2 separate regions of the Hordeum vulgare genome follow, and region 2 is linked to region 1. A link is a contact called in public Hi-C data. All regions are on one chromosome and are shown on one strand. Each heading gives the region's core, a stretch centred on a gene start, on an enhancer-like site or on the middle of the called end of the contact. The rest is flanking DNA. Distances are from core to core; before and after follow the strand shown.

Evidence for each region. A called contact is a pair of places that touch in the nucleus more often than the background predicts.
Region 2: a Hi-C map of seedling shows a contact between it and region 1, with 2.6 times the contacts expected there. The contact joins the promoter of LOC123444440 here to the promoter of LOC123440266 in region 1. A contact is called at or near these places in 2 of 6 Hi-C or Micro-C datasets (leaf and seedling) and 1 of 1 datasets of contacts at active chromatin or transcription factors (embryo).

What each region holds. Positions count from the first base shown.
Region 1 is chr3H:491,585,189-491,592,489 of MorexV3_pseudomolecules_assembly, reverse strand. It overlaps LOC123440266 (basic leucine zipper 6-like), which reads right to left and starts at 3,182. Exons shown (of 4, transcript XM_045116842.1): 1 at 2,380-3,182; 2 at 2,190-2,280; 3 at 676-802; 4 at 1-585. The coding sequence starts at 2,816. The coding sequence ends at 440.
Region 2 is chr3H:492,178,452-492,185,752 of MorexV3_pseudomolecules_assembly, reverse strand. It overlaps LOC123444440 (la-related protein 6A-like), which reads left to right and starts at 2,916. Exons shown (of 11, transcript XR_006631000.1): 1 at 2,916-3,524; 2 at 3,705-3,792; 3 at 5,933-6,027; 4 at 6,133-6,204; 5 at 6,285-6,364; 6 at 6,498-6,582; 7 at 6,850-6,897; 8 at 7,060-7,301.

The DNA of each region.
Region 1 (7,301 bases), core at 1,933-4,432:
ATAAGCCCTATGGACACACATACATTTACCGGGAAACAAACGATTCAGAACAATACATAGAGCAATTCCGCTAAAATCAGTACGAGGATACAAAGCAAGAGTTGTGCTTATGTGGTTTCCAAAAAAAGAAAAACTTTCCTAAAAAACGACGGCTCCAAAACTAAACCGAAAACAGTCTACGTACACAGGATGCAATGCTACACACAAAATTTACAACGAAGCTACACTTTGTTTTTTTTTTCCTTCACAGTAAAAAAAAACGAAATCGGTATGCAAAAAATGATACAGGTCAATGGGTAAAAAAAAAAAAAAACAAGAACAAGAACAAGAAAAAAGGCATGGACGGTTTCATTCATGCATTGATGCCATGTTTCCCTCCCGCTCACAGGTCAATGATGCTGCGGCGGCGTGGCGGAAGGGGCATGCCATGATCGCTCGGCTAGCTCATGAGCTCCTTCTCCGCGCGCACAGGTGGCGGCCCGCCGTGGTCGGAGGCCGCGCCCGCGCCGGACGACATCCTGAGGTTCTGCTGCTGGTACACCTGCCGCAGCCTCTCGATCTCCTCCTTGAGCGCCTCCTGATGAGCTGCAGGTCAAGACGACTTTGGTTAATTCCTCAGTCACGAGTCATGACTTTGGTGAATTTTCTGACGGAGCAGGAGGTAGGAGCACTCACCGTCCTTGAAAAGCTTGTCCTGCGCCAGAGCCGCGATCCGCTGCTTGAGGTGGCTGTTGCCGACGGTGAGGATCGTCCGCTGCTGATCCAGGAAGGCCACCCGAGGAGACAGCACGGACACCTCGTTCTGCGGACCAAACCACACCATCAAGTCAGGTTAATTCACATGCCGCTAGTCAATTGCTACTCCCTCCGTTCTAAAATATAAGACCTTTTAGAAAATTACACTAGCAGACTACATATGAAGCAAAATAAATGAATCTACATTATAAAATATGTCTACGTACATCTGTATGTAGTTCATAATGCAATATCTAAAAGGTCTTATATTTAAGAACGGAGGGAGTATAAATTTTGACTGATGACTTGTAAGGTTAACTCCTGGGTTTGCCCCCGAAACATCCTCCTTTTCCCTTTAATTCTGTGACGTCTCCATGTGCACTCAGCTTGTGACAGAATACACACATACACGCACAAGACACAAGCAGCATATGCCCTTTGACGTGCGCCGCATGCAAGTGGCCACGGTACGGTTGTTAAATGCTAGTAGCAGTGCACTGAGGCTCACATCATTGCTTAAGACAATAATAAACAGATGTGTCACCAGTCACTACTAGGTGGGGCCGGGAGGCGGCCGCGTCTGCATGTGCCGTACCACTCACTGGCCGTGTAATTGGAGCGGGAGAGGGACCGCCACTCCACACGAGATGCGACCACGCAGCGCCATGTGCATTTGGATCACGCGCCCTTGGTAGGTAGGTAGGTGGGTACCGTACGTCGCTGTGCGTACGCACGAGAGGGGAGCCCTCTACTCATCGGTCTCTCTCATTCATCATCCCTCCCCACCTCACATGGGTAATGGCTTCTCACACCAACATCATCTTGCTAGCTTGCGTGCTGCCTGCCTGCCTGCACCATGCATCGATCTAATCTAACCCTCTAGTCTAGTGCACGCGGCGATTGATACGTTTGTTGTGTCATTGCGTCTTGCGTGCGCACGGCCCAAAACATCGGGTATATGGCGTGCGTCGTGGCATGCCGCGCGTACACCAAATTGATGGGTACGTACGTTACATATACAATCGCCCTGACAGCCTGACGTGCCCATTTTGTGATGCAAAACCACGCAAGGCCGAGTGTGCGTTAGCTCTTGGGCATGCATGCATGCATGCATGACAAAGAGCGTGTATATATGAGCTGACGCATGCCGAAATTGTGCTTATGCGTGGTGTGTCCGGGATTTCCTTAGCATTATGTAGTGTATGTCTATGATCTACTGCTAGTCTGCTACTCAGTTTTCTACTCTGCTTTTTGGGCGACAAGAGGTCGGAGGCATGCATGGAGCACAGTGAGTGGCGTACGTATCGTCAGCTTTTTAAGTATCGTCCCTAGAATTGAGATCTGTTTATAGACTAGCTAACTAGAATTGAGTAGCACTAGATCGCCCCATTAGACTGTTCTTAGTGAAGCAATTACTCCTAGATAGCACTAGCAGCAGGTGAGTATATATGTACCTGCAGCGTTGTGACGCACCGCTCGAGCTCGGAGATGTACTGCAGCTTCCTCACCCGAGATCTCTGAGCCGACTGGCGGTTAGCCAGTATCCTGGAAACACATAATTCGGTCGATAATCAACACATGCATCAACCAAGGAATCTCATCCATGCATCGGCATCGGCATTGGCATTGGCATTGCGCGCGCACCTCTTGACCCTCTTGGGGTCGCGGATCGTCTCCGTGGACGAGGTCGGCGTGGCTTGCCCCGGCCCACCAGGCTCCTCCGGGTTAGCATCGTCGTTCTGCCCGTCGTCGTACCGCTCCTTGCCGTCGCTGTCGCTGGTGCCGTTCTCCGACCCGGGGGCCGTCGACCCGCCCTCGTCGGGGAACATGGACATGAGCTGGTCGTCGTCCAGCCTGTCGAAGTCGCCGGCCCCGCCGCAGCCCCCGGGAGCCATCTCCACGAAGGCCACCGAGTCGCTCAGCGACCTGCGGTGCGCGCCCCGGCGCGCCGCCGCGAACTCGGCGAACTCGTCCGCCCACACCACGGCGGGCCCGTGGCCGTGGTGCTCCACGCCGGCTCCGGCGCCGGGCCAGTGGTGCGCCCCGGCAGCCATCGGGATCTTGGGCGGGAGCTGCGCCATTACGTACGGTCGAGAGCGGACGAGCTGGCCCGGCAATGCGCAACAGCTAGTAGCTCCTAGCTAGCTCCGGCAAGGCTAGCTAGCCGCTCAACGTAACCAACCAGCGAGCTGCGTAATGCGATCGATGTGCCGGCGCGCGTAGAGCTTTGTTTTATAAGTAGCAGACGAGGCATAGATCGAGAGAGTGGCCGCCGCTCGCTACTACACTTTGCTTGCTTGGGTGAGGTGAGATGGGCTGATGGGGGATGGAGTGGAGATTGATGGGAATTGGAATCGGGGAGTCACATGGGACGAGACTTTTGGAACATGAGGACAGCCTGAGCCAGCTAGCTTGGCCGGAGGGGTGGTGCATGCGCGCGGGAAGGATGGATGGATGGATGGTGGGGATGAACGGTTTTAAGCGAGCCGGTTTTTAGTAGGTGGGCAGGAATCCCCGTCCACGTGCCGCTGTCGATCGATCTATCCGTCCGTCCGTCCGTCCGTCCATGGATCTCATTCTCCCCATCATTACCTCACACTTGCTAGCTCGCTGCCTGTGTATCTATGGCGAGAGCTGCAAGTAGCCGTCGTTGTCGCCTAAAACGGGCCGGGTGTCAGCTGCAGCAGCTACGAGTAGATCTGATCTGCTGCGTGTGCGCCTTGAATTAACGGGCATGCAGCTGCTGATTGTGTTTGCCTGATTACGATAACGATTACGAGAGGGAGATGGACATTCTTCTCGTTCGTCAGTAGTTTCGGACTCCGATGGCATGGTTCGATCGTGTCAGACATTTGGAATGGACGGAAAAGGAACAGGCGGGAAAGCGTGTCAGCCTGCTGTCAGGTTGGTTTGCACCGGAAAGAAAGCTGCGTGCGCGCGTATCATTTGGTCAGAGAAGGAGCATGTTCGCAAATCCTCGGGATCAGAGATCTCACCGCGTCTAATTCTGCTTCCATGTTACGCGGGAATCTTCTGCCCTCTCTTTATCACGACACCTTATACCCTTCCTCTTTGTTAATAACATCTCCAAAATGTTAGCCCAGTGACTTCTTGACAGACGTAACCCCTTGCTATGTCTGCAAGGATGTTATATGCTGCGTATCTCTGATCTCGCAAACGAAAGGCAGGACCGACCTCCGTGCTGATGACATGTTTAAAACAGCAACAAGAACAAGTAAACACATGTTTGAGTTGAGATGTGCTGATTGAGTGATCTTCATTCTTCACTGACCTCGATGTACTTGCTTCTAATTGAGAACCAACCGTTGTGCTGTGACAGGAAATGTCTGGGTTGTGCAGGCCGGTTGGGACAGAAGGGCCATTGGCTAGGCCGAACCATTCTGAGGGTTTGGTTGGGCGGTCGTGCGCGGGTCTAGGATAAAGCTGTGAAGTCGACTAGAGACGATGCCGGTGAGGCGGTGACGACGTCGGCGTCCTCAAACGTCGTTTACCTTTTTCAAGGCGTGTTAAAAGATGAGATACTCCCTCCTTTTCGGTTTATAGGGCTTTGATAGAACTTGGATCTACTAGGCATAGATAGATCCGGTACAAATCCTCTACTTTACCTTGTCCTGAGCCGGATGAGCTCCCACCGTTCTCCATCGGTGTGGTGGCGACGGCGGTGATGGAGAAAGAGGGTTAGGCGTGGGTGGAGCTTCCTGTGAGCACCGTGCTTAACCTAGATCGGATAGGTATGTCGGTAGGGGTGTGACGACGGCGAATCTCGTAGTTCGTGCCCCGACACTCCACCGTCCTTTATATAGCGCGGGTCACAGGGGCCCACCAACCATAATGGGTTGGGCGCCCCCGATCAGGGCGCATAGATCAAGGCCCGGTGGGCCGTTGGGCCCACTGAAAGTGCAGTCATGCCCTTAATCGAGTTTTGGTGTTAATGACAACACATACATAGGAAACTAATCTTATTTGTTGAGTGTATCTCAGGATGGCTTTTAAAGTACTCTTAGTAGATCGAGAATTATGTGCCAAGGTGGCTTGAGAAGATCGGGACTTATATGTCAAGAAGGCTCGGGATGGAGAAAAGATGATGTAGCCTATCCTTTAATTTACTATTCTTGAGTATAGGGATCCCGCACTATTAAGAGGGGATCACGGGTTTTGCGATGAACTTGCTCAAACTACATCTCTACTTTTCTGCTCATACCACATCTCCACTGCTCTGCTTTGATCTCAAAACAGAACCAATGCCTCGGACATCCGGCTTCCTCCGGACGTCCGAGGGCGGATGCCCGACCACTTCGGAAATCCGGAACCCTATACCAGAGCCAAAGTCTCGAACATCCGGCTCCCCCCGGACGTCCGAGGGCCGGACGCCCGACCACTTCGGAAAACCGGAACCTTGCACCAGAATCAAATAACTCGGACTTCCGGCCTCCCCCTGTCGTCCGAGGGCCGGACGTCCGACCACTTTCGGAAATCCGGTGCTCTTGAACAGTGCTGAACTCTCGGACATCCGACCTTCTCTTCGGACGTCTGGTCCCTGTTCGACTACACAGTGGCAAACTGATATGAACACTCCTTCGGTCGTCCGACGCCTGTCGGACGTCCGGAAACCGTCAGACGTCCGAGCACTGTCAGACTTAAGTGACCCCAACGGTTATTTTAGTCTCCCCACTATATATACCCCCTCCCACTTCGTGAGAGGGGGTCCAACACAGCAAGAACACTTACAAGAACACCTTCTTCCTCACTCACTCTTGCCTACACCCAATCTTAGATCCCAAGAGCATTTGTGAGCCCCTTTGAGTGTTGTTCCAATCAAAAGATAGATCGTCTCCTTCTCCTCCTCTCCACCAAAGCGATTTGTGATTTGAGCAAGTTTTGAGCAATCCCCGTGATCTTGTTACTCTTGGAGGTTGGAGACTCCTAGGCGGTAGGAGTCTTCGGAGAGGAATCAACCTTTGTGATTACCCCCCGAAAAGTTTGTGAGGGTTTGGAAGCCACCTCAAGGCTTACCACTAGTGGTTGAGAAACGCCTTCGTGGTGTTGTCTCAAAGGGAGAATAGGGTGAGCCTTCGTGGCATTGGTGTGCCTTCGTGGTAACATCCACCCCTCTAACGGTGACGTAGCTTCCCTCCAAGGAAGTGAACACCGGGATACATCCTCGTCTCTCTTGGAGTTTTGGTTATCCCTAACCCTAACTCTCTACTTGTGTTAATCCTTATTACGTACTTGCATTTGATTATAGTTTACCGGTTGCCTTACTTTACTCTAAATAGCTTACTCTTTGTCTTTGCAATTATTAGGCTCACTCTCATATTCCGCACCATTGCCTAAAATTGCTAAGTAACTATTAAAATTTGGAACTGTACCTATTCACCCCCCCTCTAGGTCCATCTCGATCCTTTTCAATTGGTATCAAAGCCTCGTGCTCTATTCTTGTGGCTTAACCGCCCTAGAGCGAGATGGACGGGATTCCCATTACTGCAGCTCAAGTGGAGAAGGACGGGACTTCCACGGAAGTCAGGTCCTTCACCTCTGAGGACCTGGAACGGGCCCTTGCCAAGCAAAAAGAGGAGCATGATGCTTCACTTGAGGCCTTGGTCCAAATGAGACTGGCCTCATTAACCACGGGGACAGCCACGTCTCCGAGGGCCTCAGGGCAAAATGTGCCCGGTTCTTCATTTGGCCAACAACCTCCAGGCAATAACCAAACCAGTGTTCCATGGTTTTATGCTAGATCTCAAGTTGAGAAACCTAAGTACAATCCTGGAGGAAAACCTCCTTTGCTTGATGACAATTCCGATTTTGCTTTATGGAGAGTTGGTATGCAGGATCATCTTAGGTACTCCAATGATGAGATGTTGAACATCCTCGAGCATGGCTACCACCCTGTAGATCCAAGGTGCCTCACTCCCACAGAAACTTATGACAAGCATCTCAACGACACTGCGATCATGTGCATAAGAAAAGGAATGAATGACAAGCAACGAAGACCGTACATACATATCACAAGCACCAAGGAACTGTGGGATAGCATTATAAGGACCTGTTGGGGAACGTCGCATGGGAAACAAAAAAAATTCCTACGCGCACGAAGACCTATCATGGTGATGTCCATCTACAAGAGGGGATTTCCGATCTACCTACCCTTGTAGATCGCACAGCAGAAGCGTTAGTGAACGCGGTTGATGTAGTGGAACGTCCTCACGTCCCTCGATCCGCCCCGCGAACCGTCCCACGAACCGTCCCGCGATCCGTCCCACGATCCGCTCCGATCTAGTGCCGAACGGACGGCACCTCCGCGTTCAGCACACGTACAACTCGACGATGATCTCGGCCTTCTTGATCCAGCAAGAGAGACGGAGAGGTAGATGAGTTCTCCGGCAGCGTGACGGCGCTCCAGAGGTTGGTGGTGATCTAATCTCAGCAGGGCTCCGCCCGAGCTCCGCAGAAACGCGATCTAGAGGAAAAACCGTGGAGGTATGTGGTCGGGCTGCCGTGGCAAAAGTTGTCTCAAATCAGCCCTAATACCTCAGTATATATAG
Region 2 (7,301 bases), core at 1,667-4,166, 590 kb before region 1:
CTCTGGAACTTGCAGCGACTGAAACGATTTTTTGTTGTCTCCTCTAGGGTTTCTGGAATATTGGGGGTATTTATAGAGCTCACATACGGTGCAGAAGCTTTCAAAGGGCCCCACTAGACACCATGCCATGCTAGGGACCTCTGGCGCGCCATGGTGTCTTAGTGGCCTCGTGGGCCTTGGCTGCTGCTCAATCTTGGCCCCCAAGTTTCCTTCTGGTCCAAAAAAATATCCAAATAGTTTTGTGGCAATTGGACCTCATGTGATATGGATTTTCTATCAAGGAAAAAACAACAAAAAACAACAACTGTCACTAGGCACTATGTCAATAGATTAGTCCCAAAAAATAATATAAAATTGCTATAATATGATTATAAAACATCCAAGAATGGTAACATAACAACATAGAACAATACAAAATTATAGATACGTTGGAGACATATCAGGTACGGGGATGAGATCTTAATGCTTAAAACCATGTATTGGTGTTGGGATGAAAAAAATGATATTAGTTTGTGCTCGGGGAGTCACCCATCAAGAGGTACTTGCTTCGTACCGTAGTGGGGGATGTGTCCAAAGTATATCTTAACCGGCTTGAGCCGTGCATCAAGAATCAGTTGTCCTACCAAAGGCCCTATCCATCTCGCGAGGTTGCCCCAATAATTAAGATACTAATACCAGACACAAGCATTGGATGTTTAATGACTACATCTCATGAATACCAAGTTTATGATCCATGTTACCTTACTAAACCTTACCGTCACCGGTGGTCGGTATAACACTTCATGGTCCCCTTGCTCCTAGCCTCACTGGTGCTCGATCTCCATGATTCCGGGTACCTGCAAGGATGAAGATCGCGAACAAGACAAGAGACACTTCTCGAAACAATTTTATTTAACACATACAAAACGTTATGTTAAATACTTCTTAAATACTTCCATCGACCCCTTCACCAAATACCTAGGGTTGCAAGGCTCATGCCTCACCCCATACCTTACGAGACTACTCACACACGGAGATCGGATCGCGAGAAGAAATAATTAAAGAACACATCTTGGGATTAATTGATTGCAATATGTCTTACAATGGATGCCTTGTCCGATGCAAAGTTACAAGTATGAACTAGATGACAGAGCACTATGGTGGTGGAGATGGCTATGGAAATGAAAGTGGCGGCAGCTAAGGTTTGTGGATGGAGATGATGATGATGTTTTGCCTGTGCTCGTCGCGCTCCTACTGCTCGTTCTGTTGGCATTTCGACTGGGCCCCCCTTTATAAAAGTTGTTTAGGTGGACGACCTCGTCGGTTTTCACGCCAAATGACCGCTCATGCGAGCATGTGGCTCGCATGGAACACCGTCTTTGGCTCTAGTGGCCTCCTGGCGCCTCCCGACGACTTATTTCCCATGTGATTTCTTCCCTTTTTAGCCCATTTCATGTGGAAAGATATCAAAGAGAGGATTTGTGGAATCCTTTGCATTCATTAGTCATTAGTGGCAATATCAGAGCGAATATTCCTTTTTATTGAAATATCTCGATTTAAACATGATTGAAATGAGTGTAAAAATATCACTCATCATGCATCCAATGTTTTTATTTTTTTATGGTAGGTGATAATCACATTGATTGACGTGATTCCACCATATTTTTATGGAATTTGTTTCATAGTACTTTATTTTCTTCAAAAGACATATCATGGGAGAACCGACAAAAAGCAGTGCATGGATGTGGTAAGATTCCACAAGGGCTACAGTGTAGGCACAAAATAACCATAAAATATCATACATTTTGGACTCATCACAACACTGCCATCGCTAATTCTGCAGATCTAAGAGTCACCGCGGTCGAGCAAGGCAAGAACTGATTCTCAGTTTGTCCTAGCGCTAAAAGTTACCAAGTACATTGGGGGTGTTGCTATATTTCGCTCCATTCCGTCCTAGGGGATTTCCCTCTCCCGCCATCTTTGCCCAGATTTTCCGTGCACCGCTCTCCACATCGTGCCCCACTTTTGCGCCCAACTGAGTCTGACTCGCTGGAAACAACTGATTCAAGCGTTACTAGAGAGATAGGATCTAGGTCGCTTTAAGGTCCGTGCACGTGCTAGCCAGGCCTCCTGATTATGCTAGCAAACGGATTTTCTCGCACCCACTAGGACTCTTTTGTGGGTGATGTAGATTACCTAACAAGTCATAGTCGATTCTCCAAAAGCACGAAGTTGTGCCTATATGCTAAACTAGTTTTAATAATCCGTAGATTAGTTACAATATCTAAACAGAGTTTAAAATCGAGATGAATTCAGTTTTTGTCAAACGAGTTCCCTACAAACAAGGTATCCAAATAACCACTATTTAAGTCTTGCAATAAGCAAGCATGGCTCCCGCGGTATTCCACCGTGTACCATGGGGAGTAGGAAATCCGAATTCACTCCCCAAATAGGCTGGCCGACATGGGAAATGTGTTTGATGCACCCACACTTGTGGTGCTACCGATGCACCGGGTGCCATAGACCATATTTAAAAATCTAAAAAAATCTAAAACATTGACACAATATCAATGTATGCTGTCATAAAATTTCTTGAGATATTTTTTTACATTAATGTGATAATGAGCCAAATTTAAAGTTTAATTTATGTTATATGCTATGTTCCGGATTTTGACTTGAAATTTTATGACAACCTACATTAATATTATGCCAATGTGATAAAAAGTTTTCATAAGTTTTTGAACATTTTAAAATATGTAACATGGGTTCGGTGCACCGTTAGCACCACAACCGCCTAGTGCACCAGATATTCTTTTTATTTTTCAAAAATAAAACGAACGCCACATTTTGGCCCAGTTTTACTTGTCCAGCGGGCCGTTTCTCACCGGTCGAGCCGTATATAGCCCAAATCCCCACCCGAGCTCAATCTCGAGCCCGCAGTCGCAGCCGCCCCGCAGCCGCCAGCGACCTCGAGCGGCGGCGACCGGTCGGCGGGCGACTCGGCTCCCCTGATCCCCTCCGGTATGGACGGCCAGGCTCCACACCCCGTCGCCGTCGCACCCAAATCCCCGCCGCAGCCACCTCCGCGTCTGGATATGGAGGCGGAGGACGACCCCGTCGTCGTCCCCGACGCCGCCGATGCCGCTTCGTCGGAGGCCTCCAAGGTCGGCGCCCATGGTGTCGCGCCCCTGCTTTCTACTTCGTCCCTTCTTAAGATGGAAGACGACCCGGTTGTCGTCCCCGACACCGTCGAACCCGCTTCTTCAGAGGCCTCCGAGGTTGGCGCCGGTGGTGTAGTGCTCCTGCAGCCGCCGTCGCTGTCTCTTGAGGCGGAGGAGGATCCCCTCATCGTGCTCGGCACTTCCGAGACCGCTTCTCTGGAGGCCACCAATGTTGGCACCGGTGTTGTGGTGCCGTCGCCACCTCTTGAGGCGGGGGACGATCCCCTTATCCTCCCTGGTACCGACGCCTCTTTGGAGGCCTCCGACGTACTCACCACTGGTGTCGTGCTTACGGACGAGCTCCGCGACAAGATCGTTAAGCAGGTACACCGATGGCAGTCCGGTTCTTGATGTTTGGTTCGCATGAGAGTGCTGATTGTCGTGTGCTGTATTTAGTTAGCACCTCTAGTTCGTGTCGCAAGAATCTTAATCCTGCGTTCGTGCAAGCATAAATTATATTCTAAATGCGTGCTTATTAGAAAGAAAAATGCTTCAATTTTGCAGGTGGAGTACTACTTCAGCGATGAGAATCTTCCCACGGATGAGTTTATGTTGAAATTTGTGATGAAGAACAAGGAGGGCCTTGGTAACGGTAAGTAGTGTGCAATTGCTTTAGGACATACTCCCTCCGTTCCTAAATATAAGTCTTTGTAGAGATTTCACTAGTGGACTACATACGGATGTATATAGACATACTTTAAAGTGTACATTCAATCATTTTATTCCGTATGTAGACATCTAGTGAAATCGCTTAAAAGACTTATATTTAGGAACGGAGGGAGTACATGTGATGAAAACACTCTGTATCACGTTGCTCACAAGTTGATATATTCCAGTTCCTAGCTGTGTTAGGTTATGTTTATGAGACAATAGCCATCTAAATGATGAACTATTCTGGCTGTTTTCAACTGCTTATAACGAGTGTTTTTATTCTAACAGCACTATTATATTTGTCAACCACGTTGTTTGATATATTAGAAACAAGCTTTTGTTGTTCGTCAATGACACCCTAGAACGCTAGAATTTCCTGCATTTTTAGCAGTACATATTCAATTTGAAGTTCTTTTTCTGTATCTGTTTTGTGGGACATTTTTGCATGCCTACACATCATGGTGCATGGTCTAGGTCTGCAAACTCAGTCCTCAGGATTGCTGCCTGTCTAAACATGATGGTTTGTTCTTGCCCTAGCTATTTATGTATAGTAGAATGGAGATGAAAATGATGAAATGTGACAGGTACTTATGATGAGGCTTTTACATGGGTACTCATGGTGCAGCTTTTTTTAGTTGTGCCGAGAAGCTGGTCTAGGCCTCTGTGAATGTTACATATACTTTGGTCTGATTCACTCCATTCTATTCATACAAGTAGAGATCATGGGTGGTGCCTTGTGGAATAACTATTGGGCTTCATTGTTTATTTCTGTTTCTTTAAGATCTATGCATAGCATCTTGTCAGTTTCTTTTTGATGGTTTCTGTAGTTAATTTTGCCTTGCTTTTGGTTTGATTTGGGACCATGAAGATAAATACATCTGATCCCGTGGTTGCCAGATGTTGCCTGGTCTTCCACCATGGTAGCTCTGTCAAGATTATCTCCCCAGGAATATGATGTGTACCTTACTCATCTGAGTTGTCCCTTAGCCTACAATGAAACAGATTTTTGACCTAGGTCTGGCATGTCTTGGCTCAGTGCATGCAGGAACGAAAGTTTGTACTAATCAAAATATAGTTCCATAATTTCAAGATGAATTAGTTTTTCTTTTATGGGTATTGTCCTGTGTGATGGTGACCGAGGCTTCGCATTTTCAAGTTTCACACAAATCAACATAAGGTGAACGGCAAATGAAATATCGTACTTCCTTAAACATAAATGGATAAATAAAGATCTTCCAAATTACAAGAAAATAGGAAATTTGCTTAGGCATAATTCGTGGAACATTATTGGTGTGAGGACTGAACCAAATAGTTCCTTTGAAATGAAATTTGAAAATATATGTGATCTCTTGTTACAAAGTACTTCCTCCATAAACTAATATAAGACCATTTAGAACACTACTTTAGTAATCTAGACACTCTTATATTAGTTTACAGAGGGAGTACCAAACAAAATGGCACAAATACTGCACTTCCTTTTGCAAGACAGGGAGTTGCTTTTGTTTTTGACAGATACATCATATATGTTTGATATTTGCTAGAACATGATATATCATATATCCATGATATTTGCTGGAATTTTGTATGCACACACTACTAAATAACACTTATGAAGTAGCCTAAAGCCCTAAACAGCATTGCATTAAGCACCCATTTGGATGTAAACTATGTTTTATTCCGTTTTTTGGGTTTTACATTTGTGAAATTCTATTGTGCTGTACTGCTGTGTTTCCTCAGTATTACTGCAATTCTAAATTGGCAGAAATATATAATAAAAAATGTATTGAAGTGTTTGTATGCCGTACACCTACTGCTGTTTGGCTTGTATAGCTGGTAACATATTTAAAATCCATTTGAATGTAAGGATGCTCTTCTCATAACTTGCCGCCATCTCCAATTCACATTTGAAGCATATCCAGAAGAGGAAATTTGATCAAAATTTAGTGTTGCTCAGCAGTTATTATACTTAAGCTCATATTGAATAGATATGCATTATGGTTTGATTTGAATGCATATTTCGTTGAGTGTGTCACAGAAATATGGAATGCTCCCTTCTAATGGTGTGTTCTTCTTTACAATAGTTCCACTTGGAGTTATTGCATCATTTAGAAAAATGAAGAAACTTGTTCAGGACCACTCTGCAATTGAAGCGGCCCTTAGGACATCATCCAAGCTGGTAATATTTTGCGCTTTTGTTCTCTTTCCTGACACTTTGGGGATCATACAGACGGGAATATATGTGTGCTCCTTGATATCCAAAATTGTCATATTGTCTTATTAGGTTGTGAGCTCTAACGGGAAAAGGGTCAGAAGGTTACATCCCTTACCATGCAATGAGTTGAAAGACGTGAAGGTGAATTTCTGATTCCTTCTGTAATGGAATGTTTAACATTATCCTCTTTAACTCTGTTTTAACTTCAAACCAATTTTCAGAGAAGGACTGTTGTGGTGGAAAATCTACCCCTGGATTTCTCCCTGGAGAGTTTACAGGAGAAATTTGGATCAGTTGGCAAGTATGTTAGCTGGAAATTTGTAGTAGTCTGTGCTTGTATTGCAGTTGGTAATTTATTGTGTGACATTCTGAAAGCAGTTAATAACTAATGCTATATCATTCTGAAACTGAACTTTATCTTTTTTATGTACCAGAATTATGAAGATAACCATTCATGATCCACATGCAGTTGGAGAATCTGCAGCATCAAAGAAGCCTGACTTCATGTTGAGTAATAAGGTATGCTGTAAACATCTGGTTAGTGGTGGCATATTTAAGATCTTACTGATAATTTATGTCTGTTCTTGATTTTATACCTGCCAATACATAACTCTTCACATTTTTTATTAACCTGTATTTACCAATTACTACCACACTATTGGAACTAATAATCATTCAATGGAAATATATGCACATTCTGTTTAATTAAGTAATAACTTTATTCATCTGTACATCTTGGGAAAAGTATCTTGTAGTGCTGAATCAAGTAACTTGAGGGTTGTGCAGGTACATGCCATTGTTGAGTATGAAGCGGTGGAGGCAGCTGAGAAGGCTGTAAGTTATTTATCTCATATTCAATGAACATTTGATGCTAATCAAAGAGCTATACAACAACAACAACCACAACAAAGCCTTTAGTCCCAAACAAGTTGGGGTAGGCTATACATCTAGTATATTACCTTCTTTTTAAGATGTTTCAATTTTTTATTACATTAGGTGGCCACCTTAAATGATGAGAGGAACTGGAGAACTGGGATGAGAGTCATACTTCTGGCTAAACGAAGTGTAGTGGGATCAGGAAAGCATATCCAGTCTTCGAAAGAAAATCATGGAACAGTTTCGAGAAAGAACAACGAGGGCCAGTTTTCAAAAGAAGTACAGCAGTCGGCATCGGAAAAAAATGGTGGTGCTGATTCAGGAGAGGTTGCTTCAGATAAGGAGAATGTGAACTGTGATGT